Linked DNA regions of Hordeum vulgare: region 2 is linked to region 1. A link is a contact called in public Hi-C data. All regions are on one chromosome and are shown on one strand. Each heading gives the region's core, a stretch centred on a gene start, on an enhancer-like site or on the middle of the called end of the contact. The rest is flanking DNA. Distances are from core to core; before and after follow the strand shown. Region 1 holds the start of LOC123430633 (cytochrome P450 704C1-like). Region 2 holds the start of LOC123427454 (subtilisin-like protease SBT1.3).

Region 1 (3,022 bases), core at 216-2,715:
GGGTAGGGATCGGGTGAGCTGACTCACGATGGGCACAGCCGGGTACAGCCGGAGGGTCTCCGTCAGCGCGGCGTGGAGGTACGGCATGTTGCTGATGGCGTCTTCTGTGAGGCACGCCGTGAGTTCTTGCGCGCCGACGTGCCGGTCGCCGGTGGTGGCCTCCCGCACCTCCCTCGCGATCTTGTCCTGGATGCGCTGCTTGCTGCACAGCACGTAGAGGAACCACGACAGCGTCCCCGCCGACGTGTCGCGGCCGGCGATCACGAAGTTGAGTATGATGTCCCGGAGGTACTTGTTGTCGAAGCAGCCGGGGTCTTTCTCCCTCTCCAGCAGGAACCTCGACAGGATGTCCTCTTTCTTGGCCTGCCAAGTCAGCAAATGTCACGACGCCAGATTTGCTGCTGCCACCTACCAGGCGGCGGCGCAATTTAGTGTTTGCAAGAGGGAAAAGCTTACGAATTCTTGTTGATCTCTGCCCATCTGCTCCATCTTCTTGTCGATGACGGCGTACACGAAGTCGTTGATGGTGCGCACCGACCGCTTCATGGCGGCCTCCGACGAGACGTTGAGCAGCCTCTTGGCCTTCCAGAGCGGGTCGAAGAACCTGTACAGCACCTGCTCGTTGGCGTCGTCGAAGGCCCTGGCGAACGCCGCGCTCTCCTGGCTGGACCCGGAGAGCGCGCCCAGGCTGACCCCGAACCCGATGGTGAAGATCGAGTCCAGCGTCGACCGCATGAACAGGTCCTGCATGTCAGCCCTCTCCCCGGCGGCGGCGGCGGCGGCCACGATGCCCGCGAGCTGGGCGGCCGTGTCGCGGAACACGCCGCTGCTGTACTCGCGGAGCACCCGGGTGGAGAACTCGAAGCTCGCGACCTTGCGCTGGTGCCGCCACATGGCGCCGTCGACGTTGAAGATGCCGTCGCCGAGGAGGTCCTCCAGCACGTCGTGGGTCATGGTGCCCTTGCCGTAGTTGGCGAAGTTGGTGCGGAGGATGTACTCCACGTTGGCGGGCTCCACGGTGTAGACGTAGTTGCAGGTCGGGGTGAGCATGCGGAAGGTGCGGTACCTCTGGGAGAGCTCCGTCTGGTACTCGGCCAGCCGGCCGAAGTTGAAGAGCTGGTGGAGCATGGTGCCGGCCACGGGCGGGTACTTCCGCCGCTTGCCGAGCAGGGCGTGGCGCGCCAGGTAGAGGGCCAGGAGGAGCAGCGACAGCGCCAGCAGCGTGGGCTGCTGGCTCAACGGTGAACCCATGGCCGTGACGGGTCACCGGTGCGAGGACGCCGGGCGTGCTGGCGCGTGGCGTGTGCCGTGTGGATTGAGGAGGATCAAGGCTTGGGTGCGAGACTGCGGGTGAGATGCACACAATTTCAGGAAGGCGCCTTGTTCTCTTCTTTTAACTGGCAATTTGGCTCATCTTCTCGTTTTCAACACACGTGGAGAAGACGAAAGCCAGATCGTTGAGATGGGTTCGTCGACGTGCCGTTTGAGTTAACGAAAAAAGGTACTAATAACTACGGTAAGGAACAGCCAAAACCTGGGAAAAATCCAAGAGTTGGGGTTGTAAATTGTAAACCCCACATCAGGATTCAGGACCAGCCAAATTGATGTTTAAAGTAGGCAGCAGTCAGATGTGAGTAGATCATCGCTTCATTTCGCCTGCTTCCCGTGGAGATTTTCCATTTTATTTTCTTTGAACCAGTCACATAATACTAATCAATAGATTCCCGCAAAATAATAGTCCTTCCATTTTCAATCACCTCGCATATTAGTCTCAAGTCAAACTTTTAAACTTTGACCAAGTCCAAACAAAAAATTATTAACATTCACAATACCAAATCAATACCATTGAAATCACTCATTGCAAAAAGAAAAAAAAACCATTGAAATCACCATTCAATATATTTTCATGTGTGTGTCTCTATATATATACACGCTATTCACATCCTGGATGAGGAAATAGTTATCCTTCATCCTTCTCTATTTTAACATCAACGCACCGTAATTTTATGTTTCGTAAATTTTGTCTTATTTTATACGTAAAAGAGACCTAAAAATTATAATCAACATTAAAATACTTTATGTCACGCAAATTTACGAACATAAAAAAAAGTGCAAAAATGCAAAAAAATAATAATTTTTTCCTAGTCTTGTGACCTATATTTTTTTTGTCAAATTTTACTTAATGATCTAATATAAATATAACTATTTTTATTTTAATATAATTTACATATAAATTGATTATTATATTAACTCGGATGAAGAAAAAACTATTCTGCATCCTGGGTGATGAATAAAGTTTCTATATTGTATACCATCACTTGCATTTTGTATGTTGTATGTACTATCTATCAAATCAGAGTGTATGTACGTGTACTATGTAGTACTCCCTTCGTCTTAAAAATCTTGTCTTAGGTTTGTCTAGAAATGGATGTATCAAAATAGTAAAACATGACTAGATACATTCATATCTAAACAAATATAAGACAAGAATTTTGGGACGGAGGGAGTATATAATAATGTTTAAGATAGTATATACATAACTTTTTGCACTATATATCATATTTTATGTATGCTCTTTTTTACGTACAAATATATACGTATTTCACAAATATAATAAAAACAATGGGTTAACTTGTATTTTTTCATGTAACCCACTTTGAAAACTCATATATATAATATATAAACGTAATTAAAATGATAAATAAGTACATAAACTAACGCATGATAGTATATGGAACATGCGTGGTAACTAGCCCTGGATGGTAGGATGTATCATTCGGTGAGGAATATTTATTCTTCATCCCCATTTATTTTCCCATTAATGCACCATATTTTTACGGTTCGCAATTTTTTTTTTCATACCTAAAAAGATAAAATAAGAAAAAAAATTACCGTAAAAAATATTTCATGCTATGTAAAGTTACAAACTTAAAAACATAGCATAAAATATACATCAAATATAAATTTTATGTTCTTATGACCTATATTTTTGTTTTTTTATGTCAAATTTTATATACTCGGC
Region 2 (3,022 bases), core at 216-2,715, 190 kb after region 1:
GGTTTTAGATAGTGAAACACACCAAAAATGCTAGACGTACGAATTATTACGGAAGTTTTACAGATTTCTCTCTCCCCCACAACTAATCTCTCCCCCCTGATTTTCAAGATGGGGCCGGCTCGCATCTAACAACCAATTAAATCTGCATACACCAGCCTATCTGTAATTCTTTGCAAAATATTTCCGTATATGTAGCAAAGCTCGAAACACACTCACCATGAAACCATAGATAATGAACTTCCTTTTTTTAAAGGAAAATTATTAACTTCTATGGAGTGTGCAATCGAAGCCACACCCCGATCCTGCCATGGCCCCCTTTGTTTGGGCTATAGATTCCTGAGAATCAACTATGGCTTGGATTCCTAAAACCAGCTACAGGTGCAGATTCTGAGAATCAGAAGCAGGCCATTTGTTTACCCTGATTTAGGAGAACCCGGTGTGTTGTGAAATGCCCGCAACACCCCGAATGCACAAATGGTCAATCACAAAACTCAGAAAACCTATTGAACTAATCACATACATTGAATAATTCAGAAAACCAAGAGCAAGGCAGGTCATGAAAGTGGGGAGCACATGGCGCTGGAGAGGGGTGGGTGCAGGTGGAGTCGGGGGCCAAGGTGGACCTCCGATGCAGTCCAGTGAGAGCTCGGGTGGGCAGCGCATTGGGACATCAGGGGCGGCGGCGCAACGGGCTCAGGTCCGGAGTATGGGAGGGCGGTGGATCTAGTTCTGTTTGTGGGAAGCTGTAGAATCTATGGAATCACCAAAATCGTTGCTTCTGGATTTGCTTGCGTGCTAGTGCAGTTTTAGAATCAGATTCTAGGAAGCTAGATAGGAATCTGATGTGTTTGTTTGCCCTTGTGATTTTAGAAGACCTAGAATCTGAGAATCAGAAACAGCACCCAAACAAAGGCCACCTATGTAATCCTGCCAGGTTTTCATGTGACACTCCCTAGTCCCTACGCTCCAGTGTTCATCATCCAATAATTTGTCGACCGTACCCAGTCAGCGCGACTTGATCCGACGCTCCCGATGAAACTTTTACATACACGGAGGAGACGGAGGGTCCCTCCCCCCATAATGATACAGCTGGGCGAGGCCATGAGCTGTCTCCTTTTTTTTCTGCTAGCAGCGCAGCCCTCACGTACCCGTCCCAGATTACCCTAATCATCGTACAATCCATTTCCATTCCATCTAAAGATCGTCGCATCCCTTTCCTTGAAGGAGGTGATGTCATTGTCATTACCAAAATTTTCCCTCAGTACAGAGCACACAGTGCCACTGCCTGCCACTAACAGTGGCGCCATAAAGACGTGGCACATGAATTGCTCCCATGAACCGAAGCAACCGCCCACGGGGGGCGAATCAATGCGCTAACCCTACTGCCCGTTGCCGCTGGCAGGTAGTAGATCCGCCGCGTTAATGTCTTCCCTTTGAAGTAGATGGAAGAAAGAAAGTAGAGGAAGAAGACACGAGGGTCCTGCTGAAATATCTCCGAGAAATGGAAGAATGTGTCTCGAGAGAGTCACAGTCTCACAGAGGCGCACCGCGCAGCCAAATGAATTCGCTTCAATGCGGACAGAATTAGCAACCACCTCGTTTCATTTATTTACTGCTCTCGTCGGTGACTCATCAGTCTCACTGTTCGCTCTCGGTCCAGGCGTGGAAGCGTTCATAAGCTGGAAGCGGAGCTCTCCAGGCTCGCTCTACTCTCACTTGTCACCCTCGCCTCTTCGCCATGGATCCTCGCGGCGCGAGATGGACGGCTCCGTCGCTGCGCCTGGCGCTCGTGCTTCTCCAAGCGAGCATCTCTGCGTGCGCGGGAGCCTCCCAAACTTACATTGTTCAGATGGCCGCGTCGGAGAAGCCGAGCGCCTTCGATTTTCACCACGAGTGGTACGCCTCGACGGTGAAGTCCGTGAGCTCTGCGCAGGTTGAAGCTGAGCAGCAGGAGGAGGATGGTTACGCGAGGATCGTCTACAACTACGAGACGGCCTTCCATGGCTTCGCGGCGCGGCTCGACGAGGACGAGGCCGAGCGGATGGCCGAGGCGGCCGGCGTGCTGGCCGTGCTCCCGGAGACGGTCCTGCAGCTGCACACCACCAGGAGCCCCGACTTCCTGGGCATTGGCCCGGAGGTGAGCAACAGAATCTGGGCCGCCGGCCTCGCCGACCACGACGTCGTCGTCGGCGTGCTCGACACCGGCATATGGCCCGAGAGCCCCAGCTTCAGCGACAAGGGCCTCGGCCCCGTGCCGGCCAGGTGGAAAGGCCTGTGCCAGACCGGCCGCGGCTTCACCACGGCCGACTGCAACCGCAAGATCATCGGCGCCCGCATCTTCTACAACGGCTACGAGGCCTCCTCGGGCCCCATCAACGAGACCACCGAGCTCAAGTCCCCGCGCGACCAGGACGGCCACGGCACGCACACCGCCGCCACCGCCGCGGGCTCGCCCGTGCCGGACGCCGGCCTCTTCGGCTACGCGCGCGGCGTCGCCCGCGGCATGGCGCCCCGCGCACGCGTCGCGGCCTACAAGGTGTGCTGGACCGGCGGCTGCTTCAGCTCCGACATCCTCGCGGCCGTCGACCGCGCCGTGTCGGACGGCGTCGACGTGCTCTCCATCTCCCTCGGCGGCGGCGCCTCCCCCTACTACCGCGACAGCCTGTCCATCGCGTCGTTTGGGGCCATGCAGATGGGCGTCTTCATCGCCTGCTCGGCCGGCAACGCCGGCCCGGACCCGATAAGCCTCACCAACATGTCGCCGTGGATCACCACGGTGGGCGCGAGCACCATGGACCGTGACTTCCCGGCCACGGTGACGCTCGGCAACGGCGCCAACATCACCGGCGTGTCGCTCTACAAGGGCAGGCAGAACCTTTCGCCTCGGCAGCAGTACCCGGTGGTCTACATGGGCGGCAACTCGAGCGTCCCGAACCCCAGGTCCATGTGCCTCGAGGGGACACTGGAGCCCAACGCCGTCACCGGAAAGATCGTGATATGCGACCGCGGCATCAGCCCTCGG

What was found. A called contact is a pair of places that touch in the nucleus more often than the background predicts.
Region 2: a contact with region 1 is called in a Hi-C map of seedling, with 1.8 times the contacts expected there. The contact joins the promoter of LOC123427454 here to the promoter of LOC123430633 in region 1. A contact is called at or near these places in 2 of 6 Hi-C or Micro-C datasets (leaf and seedling) and 1 of 1 datasets of contacts at active chromatin or transcription factors (embryo).

What each region holds. Positions count from the first base shown.
Region 1 is chr2H:583,976,119-583,979,140 of MorexV3_pseudomolecules_assembly, forward strand. It overlaps LOC123430633 (cytochrome P450 704C1-like), which reads right to left and starts at 1,466. Exons shown (of 4, transcript XM_045114487.1): 1 at 457-1,466; 2 at 28-363. The coding sequence starts at 1,251.
Region 2 is chr2H:584,161,756-584,164,777 of MorexV3_pseudomolecules_assembly, forward strand. LOC123427454 (subtilisin-like protease SBT1.3) reads left to right here and starts at 1,466. Exons shown (of 1, transcript XM_045111506.1): 1 at 1,466-3,022. The coding sequence starts at 1,739.